Regions from separate parts of the Mus musculus genome. Here regions 2 and 3 are each linked to region 1. The links are chromatin contacts, called in public Hi-C and promoter capture Hi-C maps. All regions are on one chromosome and are shown on one strand. The core of a region is the stretch at or near the end of the contact, and the rest is flanking DNA. Distances in the headings are between cores, read along the strand shown. Region 1 holds the start of Polr2m (polymerase (RNA) II (DNA directed) polypeptide M). Region 2 holds the start of Bnip2 (BCL2/adenovirus E1B interacting protein 2). Region 3 holds the start of Ccnb2 (cyclin B2).

Region 1 (4,539 bases), core at 925-3,424:
TGGAGTGGAAAAAAAGAAACCAGCACATACATATTACAGGCATGTTTTTAAACATGGGGAACACAGTATTTAAAAGGCAAAATGGAATCAAAGAAAAGCTGGCTCTTAAAAGTTTAAAAAAAATTTTTTTTGATTTTTAAAAAATCTGGCTTAAGACAATAACCAAACACGTAAAATTATTCTAACCCCTCCCCCAAGGGAGTGCTCTGAATGGGAAATGAAATTCTCTCAGGGTGGAAAGTTTCACACCTGACCACAGGATGATGAGGTGTAGTCAAAACCCAAACTATGAGCAGGGCGTGGTGGCGCACGCCTTTAATCCCAGCACTTGGGAGGCAAAGGCAGGCGGATTTATGAGTTCGAGGCCAGCCTGGTCTACAAAGTGAATTCCAGGACAGCCAGGGCTACACAGAGAAACCCTGTCTTGAACCCCTCAACCCGCCCCCCCAAGCTATAAGGAACATGGTATAAAATTACCTTCAAGCCATGTGTAAGAAACAACTGAAACTTATATTTAAATTTGGGTCTTAACTCTACCCATACATTCCAAGCCTCCTAAAAATATAAAATAATGGTCTTAAGCACTTAGGAAAACATGGTTAGCCTGTACAATAAATATATGATAAGGACCAGTGGGTTTTAAGCCATGGTCTCTGAACCCCGATGAACTGAGGAATGCCAGAGGTTACATAATGGGATAACATCACTATCTTACAAAGGAAGATGGACTTGCTTATGTGGTTCTGTGTTTGAAAGAATTCTCAGTTGCTTCTGGCAAACTGCTAATATTTCTAGACTCAGCATATATAAACAGGAGTTCTTTGAGATGCCAAATAACTCTTAAAGAGTATAAAAATGTTCCAAGACCAGAAGGTTAATTCACTGCTAAAATTAACAACCCAATCTTGAAAAGTCAAAATACCTACCTGTTTCTAGTAGGAACCCCTCCTGCCAAATGGTCATTGGCTCCTTTCCCTCAGTGACAAAAATTCCCTTTCTGGTTCTTTTCCTTGGTTATATAACAAACAGGAGAAGGGGGCTAAACCTTGGGTCCTCTATTTTTCCTGATACATTTATTCCCACGTTTTCAACAGTATTAATGCCTCTCTGCAACTGAGTTCCTCTCGGTTTTTTTCAGCCTTCTCTCTCTTGTGCCTAATACTCATTCCTCTGGGTTTTAATCGGTTGGCTTTTAATTAACTAAATGCCTGCAATTACTCCCTCAACTGAATACGCCCAAAATAAAAAATTAACCTAAAATCCATCCCTCTCTCCCAATTTTCCCATTATTCTTTGTTGCTCCCCAGAAACTTCAACCACCTGTTAACTATTAATATATATTTGTCTCCAAATTATTACACCAGTTCCCCCAATCCCTCGATTGCCTTCATGGTCCATTTTTCCCTCCTTGCTGAAAAAAAAACCTCTCAGAAAATATCCTTTTGGCGTCTTCCTTCAATCCTGTTCCTAAACAAAGCTGCCTTTAGGCAATCAGCTATCATCTTCTCCCCACTACGCATGAACCAAACTTTCCAGCCCGCTCTCCAAATCTATGGTTGGGGAAAGAGTGGGGCTTCAGATAGAGAGAAGGAAATCCCACACGTTCCGATCAAGAGGCTTTGGTACCGGAGCTCGTTCAAAGCTGTAGTGCGAACATGAAATCGAGCAGGCGCGGCTGCCGAGTGAGGGCCGGGCAGCATGGAGCCATGCCCGCGCACAGGACAGGCCTGGCTCGGGAGGCCTGGCCACGCAAGGTCACCTTCGCGCGCCAGGCCGCGGGGCGGGGCGGGAGACCAAGTCCCCGGATCCCGATCCCTGAGAGCCTGTTCCCTGATCCCGATCCCCCGCAACCGCGACCCCAGGGCCACCGCTTACTCGTTGCGCAAAAGTCTCTCCTGGCGCCTCAACCTCTCCCGCAGCTCCGCCGAACTCTGCCGCCCCAAGTCCTCGGGAGCTGGGGGCTCGAAGCCGCGGGGCAGCGAGAACATTGCGCACGGGCTGCGGCTGGCGCGGCGGGCAGGGATCCCCGGCGGGGCCCACGGCGGGCGCTGGCTCCGCGGCCGGCGGCGACTCTGGAGCGCGAGCGGGAGTCGCCATTTTCCCGGAAGAGCACGGCTTCTCCGAGCCGAAGGGAGCTTTATTGAAATGCCGGAAACGGACAGGCCAGGACGAGGGGACGCCCGAGGAAGCGTGCAGGGGCGGAAGTTACATCACCGCCAAGGCGTCTGGGTTTGGCGGGCTTTCTCTGGATGGGCCTTTTGCTTTCCCGGCTTTTCGCCTGTGCACTGGGAAATATAGGACACTCAAGTCAAAGACTTACAAACTCACTTCTAATAAGTAAAATATGACGAAAGTAATAGAGCGTCGCATCTACGATTAAGCAATCAAAGTTTTGGACAAAAAATTTACAGGGATTCCTGAATGGACATTAATCACAGTTAAAATAAATAACGGGGTTATAATGATGGCTCAGTGGCTAAGAGGGCATACTGCTTTTGCAGTATGCCAGAGTTTGGGTACCAGTGCCCCTGTTGGGTAGCTTACAAATGCCTTTAGACTGCAGCTCCAGGGCACTTCACAAACTCTGGCTTCTCCAGACACCTGCGCACAAACACACACACATTAACATAATTTAGTCTTCAAAAAATAACAAGTGACCAATATAGCTAGCTATAATAAAATGCATATTAGAAACAATATAGTCAGGTATGGTCGTGCATGCCTTTAAGTCTGGCTGACTGAGTTCAAGGCCAGCCTGATCTACATAGTGAATTCGAGGTTGCAAAGTGACTCTGTCTCAAACAAAACAAGATTTGAATATTTGAGCAAGTCAGAATATCAGGAATTAGAAAGGTCGACCATGTCAACTGTTGGAAATAATGAAGAGCGACTGAGATTCCTACAGACTGCTAATGGGGGAGCAGAGGATGCAAAATAGTACAGCGTCTTTGGCAAGTAGTTGGACAGTTTCTGATTCGGGCTTTGCTGCCCTGCCCCTTTTTTATTGCTAGGCAGTATTGCATTGTGAGTTGTGTGTTTATGCTGAAGGATATTTGAGTTGTTTTCAGTTCTTAATGATCACAGATCAAGTCACTGTCAACATTTTTAATAGATGTTCATGTCAACATAAACTCTCATTTCTCTTAAGAGTGGGCTTATTAAGCCATATTAACAAAGGGAATAGAAAGGAAGAACGGCTCCACTCTTGACTTCCACGGCCTGAGAAATTCCTCTAATCTTTTAGGGATTTCAAACCAGGGTTTGTAACTTTGATGCTGAAAATATTCAGGACTAGGAGAATAGGAGTCTAATAAAAAATATTTTCATACAGGCCTAAGTATGAGTGTTCAGAGATATAAAAGTGCTCAAATGGAACATATACCCAGAGATGGGCATGGGCTTCTCAGGGAGAGTCACATTTCATTGTTTTTATAACACTTATACCTGATGGACTTCGAAACAATTATCTTTGAAGCATTGCTAAGAGATCTAAGAGACCACAGCATGTAGTTAGTTCTGGACAGTTAGGTTTCAGGAAGCCCATATATCAGATATGAACTCATTTTGGAAGATAGAAGAATTTTTGGTGATTAGATAAAAGCCAATATTCTTCAAGAACTTGTGAGGTGTTTTTACCATCCCCAGAAGGAGTCCTCCCTACAGCTGATCTTCCTACTTCTAATCCATGTGGTTTCTTCACTCCACACTTCTCTTGTGCTCTCTCACTATAACTTATCTCTTGCTATTTCCATTATTCTCTTCCCCTCTGCTGTATCCCTACCCCAATCATGTCCAATCTGCTTTTTCTCTCTGCTCTGGACCCTTCCGATGCCTCTGGATGGTTTCTCTTTCTTATTCCACAATGAAAAATCCCAAGCCTAATAACAGAGCAGTCATGTTGGCAGTTTCTTTACTGAGCTCCCTCACATACACTGACAAGATTATAACTGATAAGGTGAAAATATAGATCAGAGGGATGCAGGAAGGTAGAACACCTTCACTGTAAACACAGTTAACAGCCTTGTTTGAAATCCCAGAAAAATGTCTAGGGAAGAAATAAGGACTCGCTCAAAGCAGAACACATCCAGGACTTAAGTCTGGCTCACTGCTATTTTAACAGCAAGTCCTCTCTGTGAAAGGGATCTCTGCCAGCAGCCTTTGAAGCAGGTGTGCTAGAGTTCTTGCTTCTCAGCTGGCAAGAGACTTCAACAAGACTCTGGGGTGAGAGGATTCTTTCCCTTCCTGCCCGTCGCCATAGCTTTCCCCCTCTTTCTATCCTGCCTCATTCTAGGGTAAATGGATGTTTAACTTCTTAAGAAGCCATGGGGTAAGTGAATATTTAATTTCTAAGAAGTCACCAATCTGTACACAGTGCCTCTATTGGTTTTCACTGCACAGGCACTGTCTGTGAGCTCCAGCTGTTCCAGCACTTCCTCACAGGTTAATTTTTGTTTCATTTTGCGTTAAAATTTCCGGCCATTAGCCCTTTTGCCCAAGTACTCTGGCTTGGACACACTTCAGAAATATCACAGATCTCAC
Region 2 (4,539 bases), core at 1,151-3,650, 1.5 Mb before region 1:
TAAAGAAAAATATATCAAATATATAATCTGAAAATGTATCTAGTGTACTACTTGAAAATAAGTTAGTCCGTTTTTCTGATTTTTTGAATATTTTTTTAAAATGTTTTTAACTATGAAATATGGAACTACTTGAATGGTAAATAAAAATTTGGTAGTAAATATAATGTTGAAATTTAAGCACAGGGTGCAATCCCTATACTTGGGAAGTAATGGCAGGAAGGTCGGGAGTTCAAAACCAGGTTCAGCCACATGCAAGTTGGAGGCTAGCCTGAGATGCACAAGATCCTGTCTTTTAAAACTGTGAAGTGAATGAATGAATGTGATGAAATTCAGTTATAAATATGAAAAGGAATTTCTGATATATTTCCAAAACAAAACAGGAAGGGTAACTCAGTGGCAGAGTGCCTGCATGAGGTTCTAAAAATAAATTTAAAGGTTTTTAAACAAAAAAATTTATAAACTTAATCATTTGATTAAACTACATCCACTAATTTTTAAAAAGACATGCAATGAATAAAAATAAATTCAAATCTGAAAGTGATCATTCATAATGATAGTCTTTTTGGTTTATCCACAGTTTCTAATGTTTTAACAGTAAAGATAAATAGTTCATGAAAGGAAAATGTTGCAGAGTATCTTACTCAGAACCAAACATTGAATCAAGTCATGTTCTGTTACTAAAATGAGGAAACTCAAGACCACAAAAACCTCACTCTCTGGCATGATTGCAAACGATTTTCTGCCACCGTGTGGGGAACTCTGCACACTGCAGAACTAAAATACAAATTGGAACTCCGGAAAAATCTGTAACTGGAGAGAAAATGCTTCCTGTGGCCAAGTGGTTTAACTAAAACTTTGTGGATCTGTTTGTCATGTTTCCCCCTCCAGCAATTAAGAAAATTGCTAGGGGAAATAATACTAACACAGATGATAGCAACATTCCAAGCGCCCATCTCAGATACATGTACTGTTCTGTCTCAAAAGCCCCATGAGGCGGGCATTATTTTTTTCTCCATTTTATAGGTAAGTCACAGAGCTCTTAACTCTCTGCCAACAGAGAACAAATCTAAACTGTATCTCTAAAGAACTGTGTTTTGGATCCATTTAAAATAGTTTTGACTTCACCATTCCTTTTAGGAGTAATAGGCTTGCCCAAATAGTTACCTACTAGCTCTCTGGACAGGTTGAGCACGTTCAACTTCTAAGAGGGATGACCTTGCCCTCCAAAATAACAGCCCCTTGAAGCTGCTTAAAAGGACAGCTCATAGACGGAAGCCATTCAAAAAAATTGTTAATGGCCCACACAGAAAAGTACAGAAGTTGAGATCTTTTGAGAATTTTTTATTGGTTATTTTATTTATTGACATTTCAAATGTTATCCCCTTCCCAGTTTCCTCTCCACAAACCTCTTATCCCCTCCTCCCCCTTTTTGAGGATTTTTTTTTTTTACGACAGCCAATTTTAGGACTGTTGACTGTGATAATAAAATATTTTACATTTACTGACTTCACTTTTATTTTCATTTTTTCTACGTCATCAAGATAGGACCCACAAATAACTGGGAAAAGCATGTTTTAAAGCAATAGTTCTAAACTTTCCTAAAGCTGGGACCCTTTAGTACAGTTCCTCATGTTGTGGAGACCCCCAACCACAAAATTACTCCGTTGCAACTTCAGAACAGTAATATTGCTACAGTCGTGAATCGTAATGAAATTTCCTATGATCTCGGGACCTTCGGAAGGTCCGGAGTTCAAATCCCAGCAACCACATGGTGGGAACGGAAAGTTCAGATAATAGAGTGCCTACCTAGCAGCAGTCAGGAAGCCCTAAGTTGTCTCTATCTCTACCACAATGTGGTAACAATCATGTAGATAATCTCAGCTCTCTGGAGACTGGGGCAGGAAAATTAGTTTTCAAGGTTATTTCAGATACACTGGAAGGAATTCAAGGCCAACTCGGAACACAGGAGAGGAGTCTGGGGAGGAGAGGGGTGGGGTACTTATTACTCTCTCAGAAGCATTACTGGAGAGAAAAACTATTCACGTCGGAAAATTCTATCAAAGTAGATTCTTCTAGGACCTGGCTATCGTACATAAGACATCGACTATTTTTCACCCCCTTTTCATTCACTCTGTAATATAGTTAATATAATGTCAAGTAAAGGAAAACAGAGAGAAACGAATAGCTCTTTCAAGACAGCGAGGTTAGGTCCCTACAGTAACGTTAAGTGCGTGAGCCTTAGAAAGCTGCGCCCTCCTCCTCCCTCGCCAGCAGCAAGCCAAAGCCTTAGCTGGCCCGGGACAGAAGGGCTCACGGCTGCGCATGCGCAGAGAGGAAGCCCGCCGAGGATTTTAGGAAAACGCCCCGCCCCCGCTTCCTCCCTCGGCCGCGCCCGGCGCCGGTCCGGAGGTGGTCACTTCCGCCGGGGCGTACGCACTGAATCCGGGTCAGCTGCAGCCGCCCGGACTGCAACTAAGATCGTCCGGGAAAAGCTGGGCCCCGTCTCCACAGCCGACCAAGGGCAGCGGGCTCTGCCCGGCGCCGCTTTCTGCGACCTGGCCGTCAGCCCCACGTCGCCGGCCTGGAGGGGCAAAGAGGACGAGGGGGCCGCGGCTTCCTCCGGGGTGAGCACGGCTTGGGTAGCGGGCCGGGCTACGGCACAGCCGGAGGGCTGCGGGAGGATCGGCCAGGCCAGGCGGGGGTGGCGGCCGTGGACTGGCGCGTTCGCGTTCCGGGTCCGAGCGCTGCCGGGCCCCGCCCTGCCTCGGACGCTGGTGCCAGGCTCTCGCCCCCTTCCTTTTTCCGTCTGTGGCCCGAAAGCCTGGAGCGGAACCTCCCGGTTCCTGGCTTCCCCTAGCCTCGTTTGTTCCGTGTTCCTAACCGGCGTCAGTCCAGAGCAGAACAAAGAAACTTGGGCGTGTAGTGCACCCCATAGCCTCGGGGGGATGGACGCAGACAGCATACACAGACAGCATCCTATAAGTCATCAGGGCTCTCTTGAACCTTCCTGAGTGTGATATCCTATTGTAGGGTGTGTACGTCAATGCCTGATCCTTGGCTGTTCTCAGACACTTAACCTCTTCATTTAAATACCGGCTAGGATGCTTTGGATTGCTGTATGCATGCGATGCCACTGGAGAATTCTTCCTAAGTCTGTTCACGTTCAAGCAGAAACTTATTTGGATCTATATTACGTTACTTCGAAACTTCCTTTGTCCTAGGAACTCTATGAGGACACAACTTTTGCAGTGTTTATCAAAGTATTTCTATAAAAGTGCCTTTCATCTGCAATTGCATCTTAGTATTGCTTTCTTTTGCGTCACTTTTAATTAGGATGTTTTCCCTTATACTTGAATTCCCATCTTCAATGAAATGCACGTTTTCTTATGATTTATTAGAATCCTTTAATTGTAGAGGGTTTTTTTTCTCAAAGGTTTTTTTTTTTTAATGTGTCTTGTCATGTGGTATAGGCGACTGCAGAGGGCATCGGAACCCCTGGAGCTGCTAGCATTATAGGCTGTTGTGGTGGGAACCGAAATAGGCTCCTGTGAAGAGCAGCAAGCATGCTTAACTACTGACCCACTCCTCTAGCCTTCACTTGTAGAAACTCTGTAATTCATGAGTGGGTGTTCCTTCAAAGTTAGAGTTGAAGTTATCTAGTTTAGTTACCCATACATGAAGTTACCAATGTTTGGTTGCCTCGCACATTATTTTTTTGGCTTGGTTCTTAATCAATCTCTATCTCTCAATGCCATTCTTAGGTCTTTTCTAACTTGCTGGACTAGGAAATGTGACATGTGCATAGCGTAGGGACTGAATTACCATAAACCAACATACTTACATCTTTAGGCATCGCAGGACCTTTCACCCTTAAGTATAACCACATTTGGTTTTACAGACAGGTTTGTTATAGATCTGGGGATCAGGACATAGGGTCTGTCTTTTGCCTCTTGTCTAAGCTAAATGGCTAATGACATTGCATTCGACCTCACTGTCTTAGTTTGGGGTTTACTGCTGTGAACAGACACCATGACCAAGGCAAGTCTTATAAAAAAACAACATTTTAATTGGGGCTGGCTTACAGGTCCAGAGGTTCAGTACATTATCATCAAGGTGGGAGCATGACAGTATCCAGGCAGACATGGCACAGGCAGAACTGAGAGTTCTACATCTTCATTCCAAAGGCTGCTAGTAGAAGACTTCCCAGGCAACTAGGGTGAGGGTCTTAAGACCACACCCACAGTGACACACCTATTCCAACAAGGCCACACCTCCAAATGGTGCCACTCCCTGGTCCAAGAATATACAAACCACGACACTCACACCTGTTGGGCACTGACGCTCTAACTACTCATTAGTTTTTAATGGGTAGAGAAGTAAAGGTGAAATACTCTTTGGGGCAGTGGTCCTGATTGTTCTCTCTGTAGCGATGAGAGAAGGGGACATCTGAGAACAAAAGGCTATGTTTCTAGACCAAGAGTGGCTTCGGCTGGCAGTATTCAAGGTCTTATGCTAAGATTACATCCTACGAAGCAAGCA
Region 3 (4,539 bases), core at 1,050-3,549, 1.1 Mb before region 1:
CAAAAGTCAGAGCTACCCTGGTAAGGTGAATATGCTGACATCTATTTTAAAAGGAGAAGGTAGAACTGGAGATGGCTCTCAGCAGTTAAGAGCATTAGCTTCTCCTGGCTTGTCGTGCTGTGGACTGGGTTCAATTCCCAGTATTCACATGGCAGCTTACAAACTGTAGCTCCATTCCAGGGGATCTGACATACTCTTCTGGCCCATGAACGGACTGCACACATGATGTACTCTATTTATGCACTTCAAACAAAAGCTTAATTTGTTTGGTTTTTCAAGACAGGGTTTCTCTATAGCCCTGGCTGTCCTGGAACTCATTCTGGAGACAAGGCTATCCTGGAAGTCGCTCTGGAGACCAGGCTGGCCTCAAACTTGCAGAGTTAGGTTTTGGTTTTTGTCTTTAAATTTAATTATTTTTTATGGGAAAAGGTACATTTAAAGAAATCTAAAAATGCTATTTGAAATATCACTCTCCATTAGGCAAACACCCACTGCCTTACCAATAAAACAAAGATCTTTTTACTGATCTTATAAATTGTTTTGCATATTCAAGCAGTTTTCAAGCGACACCAAAGCCTCCCACCTAAATGATTACTTCTTATAAGTAACCTGCGTCTGCTGTTAAGAGATCCCTGTCGGTTCTCTTAGAAACTTCCATTCACACAGTATAGCTGCAATGATAAAGAGCTTTGATACCAATAGTTAATGATAGCCCAGCTGTTTAAAACTCCATGTTTCAGACTTCACACCAGCTTGGGTTATAACGCCAACCAAAGAATAAGAAATAGCACTTCCAAGGAAAGCCCTTCAGAAACAGCTTCCTATAGCATAGACTCAAATTAAGGACATTCCCAATGACAACAGGATGGGGAAGTCATTTTACCTCTCAAGTATTGGGAGAGTCAGACTTGAATGAAAACGAAAAAAAAAAAAAATAGTGTTACTTGAAATTAATTGCCTTCATCTTGAATACAGTTAAGAAACAAGGCTTGCTATTCATACCCCAAAGTTTACAGTGTGGTACAATAACAAGTATTCCATGAGAAAAAAATATTTAACTTTCTGAGTGTTGGGGGAGGGGGGGAACTAATCCTACAAAACAAACAAAAAAACCTCTCCAAAGGTTGGGGTTTTTTTGTTTTTTTTTAAGATGACCTGTGTAGGATAGACCAGATAAACTGTACCCCATCCCTACACAAGACTTTAACTGTTAAATAATTTGAAAGAACAAATTAGACAAAAATTAACTTGTTAGTGGCAGTTAGAGCTACAAGACATGAACCCTGACTGTATGTTCCTCATTGTTTAGGATTCTGATCCCCAAATCTAAGCTGTTCGGTCTTTACTGCTAGCTTCCCACGGCTAAATTCAAAATGAGTTTGAAAGTTCAATTTCTTATGAGTTAAAGCCTGGTAATGAGGGGTACCCCTGAATTCACTGGGAAGAGGAATTGGAGGCTTTTAACTAGCCAGGACAATGGCAGCAGCTGTGTCGGGGGCCCTCTTGTTTTCAACTAAAGTAGACCGACCCTAGTACAATTAAAGCCTAAAAGTCAGTAATACTTTCATTCTCAAAAAGGTAATTAAAGGAATTTGGCCTTTTGCCCAACTGTCTGCCATCCTAGGATCCAAGTTTTGTACGTTTCCTCTTACACTTGGGTGTTTTTGTTTTTTGTTTTTTGCTTTTTTCGAGACAGGGTTTCTTTGAATAGCCCTGGCTGTCCTGGAACTCACTCTGTAGACCAGGCTGGCCTCGAACTCAGAAATCCGCCTGCCTCTGCCTCCCAAGTGCTGGGATTAAAGGCGTGCACCACCACCGCCCAGCACTTAGGTGGGTATTTGTTTTCATTTTGTTATTTCTGTTTTTTTTTTTTTTTAAGAGGACAAAACCACACTTTAATGACCTTGGCCAGGAAGGCAGTATGAAGACGCGAATGGGAAGCTCACACGAAGCAAACTGAAAAATGTGAAAAGTAGAGAAATGGCACTGGGCGGCTTCCCGGTTCCTCCCGGTCCTCATCCCCAGCGCAGCACAGCCCTGAGTGGTAACAGGAATGAAGACCCCAGGCCGGGCCTCTGGACCGCTTTAGCTCTGCCAGGGCCTCTCCGGCAGCCTCCCGGGCTACCCGGCAGGACAGGGCACCGTAGCCCCGGCGCACTCACCGTCGGGCGTCGGAGCAGCGCCATGAGGGCCGCCCTGGCAAGTGCGGACGAGGCACAGCCACTCCGGTCTGCGACACCGTTGGGAGGGTCAGGGCCCCGCCGCTCCGCGTCCACCGCCCGGTCCGCGATTCAAATACCGCGCCGCTGACGCACTATTGGGTAGACGCACGCAGGGCGCGCGCAACCCATTGGCTAGACTGGAAGGCCTTTCTGCACGTTGATTGGCTGGCTTGTATTTGCTTGTCATAGCAACCAGCGAGGCCACCAGGCTTTGTTGTTTCCTTGTCTACAGTCTTATTTTCAAATTCTAGTCCCTGATATTAAATAAAATAATTTTTCCTCCTACTGGAAAAGATTGTCTTAATTTTAGGGGTAGGAGTGGGGAGCCATCACCTAAGGACATATGTCTTTAAAAGTTTGTTCTGGGTTAGGTAGAAGTGGGTTCCAGAGAACTTCCTGGAAATGCTACTTCTGACCTTACTTCCTCTTCCGGAAACGTCTACCTGGGAATTTGGATTGGAATGGTCTGGCAAATGAAGCCATCGTCTCCAGGTCGTTCAGGGCTACAAGATGATTGTGACTCGGATGTGTACTGTATGTGGTCTTCCTAAAACAGATCCCCAGCAGAGTCATAATTCAAACTAGACGTGATTTGTGTGACTTCCAGCACAATACAGTAGAACTCAGAAACTATTTGTCAAATGACGGTGTGATGTGCACAAGATTTCAAAAGAAAAATAATGAGTATCCCAAGTTGTGAACAGTGAGAGACAAGACAGAAAACAAAAACAAAAACAAAAAACAAAACCAGAATATTACCCTGGGGAAAAGACTAGGTAACAACACAGAAAATGGTGCAGTGCCAGCAGAACGACTTGAGATCAGGCTACCCCATCAGTCTTGTTCAAGTCCCTTCTATTGGGAAATAATAAATGCTCCCTCCCCCTTCGCCCAAATCTGACATTTCCAATCTGAGTCTAAAGGAAGAACCAGTGTTGTCCAACACTCCCACCTGAAAAGACAAGGTGGCAGTACTACCCCTCGACCTAAATTACACATGGATATTGGAAACCAAAGGAGCAGAAATAACTATTTATATCCCATTAAGTTCTCTCAAGTACCTGCTAAAGGAAATGAAAGTTCTGTGGCTGCTGACTCTTGGTCCATCATCCTTACAATCACAGAGGTTACGCATAGCTTTCTCTTTCTTGGGAAGCTTTGGTTTGGATTGGGGAAGAAAATGTGCTCTGCAGTTTGTACTATTAGCACATGCTTGTAATAATTCCAGTTACTTGGGAGGCTAAGGCAGGAGGATTTTTTTTTTTCCTGAGACAGGGTTTCTTTGTATAGCCCTGGCAGTCCTGGAACTCACTCTGTAGACCAGGCTGGCCTTGAACTCAGAAATGGCAGGAGGACCTCTTAAACTCATGATTTCAGCACCAATTTGGCAACTCAGACCTATTCTCTAACTGAACTTTAACTTTAACAAAGCCATTGGCTGTACTTCAGGTTACTGTGGTGAATGGACTTCACAACATGGTCGCATGTGTTCTAGGCCGGTTTACAGCTTTCTATGTAGTTGAGGATGACCTTGAATTTTTTTTTAATACTTTAAAAAAAGATTTATTTATTTTATGTAATATGAGTACTGTCATCAGACACACCAGACAGACATTAGATTCCATTACAAATGATTGTAAGCCACCAGGTGGTTGCTGGGAATTGAACTGAGGACCTCTGGAAAAGGAATCAGTGCTCTTAACCCCTGAGCCATCTCTCCAGCCCGACCTTGAATTTCTAATCCTCCTGCCTCTACCTCCTGAGTGGGATTACAAGCTGCACTACAACTAGTATATTGCACTGTCAGAACCCAGGGCTTCCTGAGGCCAAGGGAGTCTACCATGAGCTGCATGGCTAGCCCCTGTGCTGAATCTAAAATGGCCAAATTGTATTGGTTTGGGATTCTTCTTCCATGCCCACTCATTTTAGCTACCCTTGATAGTCTCTAAGGTGGCCTAGCAGTCCCTGGATCACTGACCCACTGTGTAAAGTCTAGCTATCCCTTGCTAAATAGATGACAGTGAAAAGACCCAGTGAACCATCAGCTGTTCTCACCATGCAATTGAAAGTGTCAGACGTCTAAATCAAGCATGCTAGACAGACTATTCCAGTAGCACTCCCAAGCTGAATGTAGCCACAGGAAGACCACAGTGAAAGATGAGCTAGATTCCATTAGCATTACCCAAATTGAGCATCTGTGAGCAAATAAAAGTACTTGAAACCAAGTTTTGTGGTGGTTGTCACAAAACACTGACACATTGAGGGCACTTCTGTGACCTACAGTAAGTCTTTCATTGCTGGTTAGTATGTTTTTGTC

What was found. Hi-C and Micro-C count contacts between places; a contact is called where the count stands out from the background. Capture Hi-C pulls out chosen DNA fragments and counts their contacts.
Region 2: a contact with region 1 is called in a promoter capture Hi-C map of adipose tissue, with 3 times the contacts expected there. The contact joins the promoter of Bnip2 here to the promoter of Polr2m in region 1. A contact is called at or near these places in 2 of 484 Hi-C or Micro-C datasets (B cells and CD8 T cells), 2 of 115 datasets of contacts at active chromatin or transcription factors (large pre-B cells and microglia) and 2 of 9 other capture datasets (adipose tissue and liver).
Region 3: a Hi-C map of CD4 T cells shows a contact between it and region 1, with 4 times the contacts expected there. The contact joins the promoter of Ccnb2 here to the promoter of Polr2m in region 1. A contact is called at or near these places in 1 of 39 promoter capture datasets (pre-B cells) and 1 of 484 Hi-C or Micro-C datasets (CD4 T cells).

The regions. Positions count from the first base shown.
Region 1 is chr9:71,483,809-71,488,347 of GRCm38.p6, forward strand. It overlaps Polr2m (polymerase (RNA) II (DNA directed) polypeptide M), which reads right to left and starts at 2,175. Exons shown (of 4, transcript NM_178602.3): 1 at 1,876-2,175. The coding sequence starts at 1,988.
Region 2 is chr9:69,987,066-69,991,604 of GRCm38.p6, forward strand. It overlaps Bnip2 (BCL2/adenovirus E1B interacting protein 2), which reads left to right and starts at 2,401. Exons shown (of 11, transcript NM_016787.4): 1 at 2,401-2,624.
Region 3 is chr9:70,419,255-70,423,793 of GRCm38.p6, forward strand. Ccnb2 (cyclin B2) reads right to left here and starts at 2,300. Exons shown (of 9, transcript NM_007630.2): 1 at 2,163-2,300. The coding sequence starts at 2,186.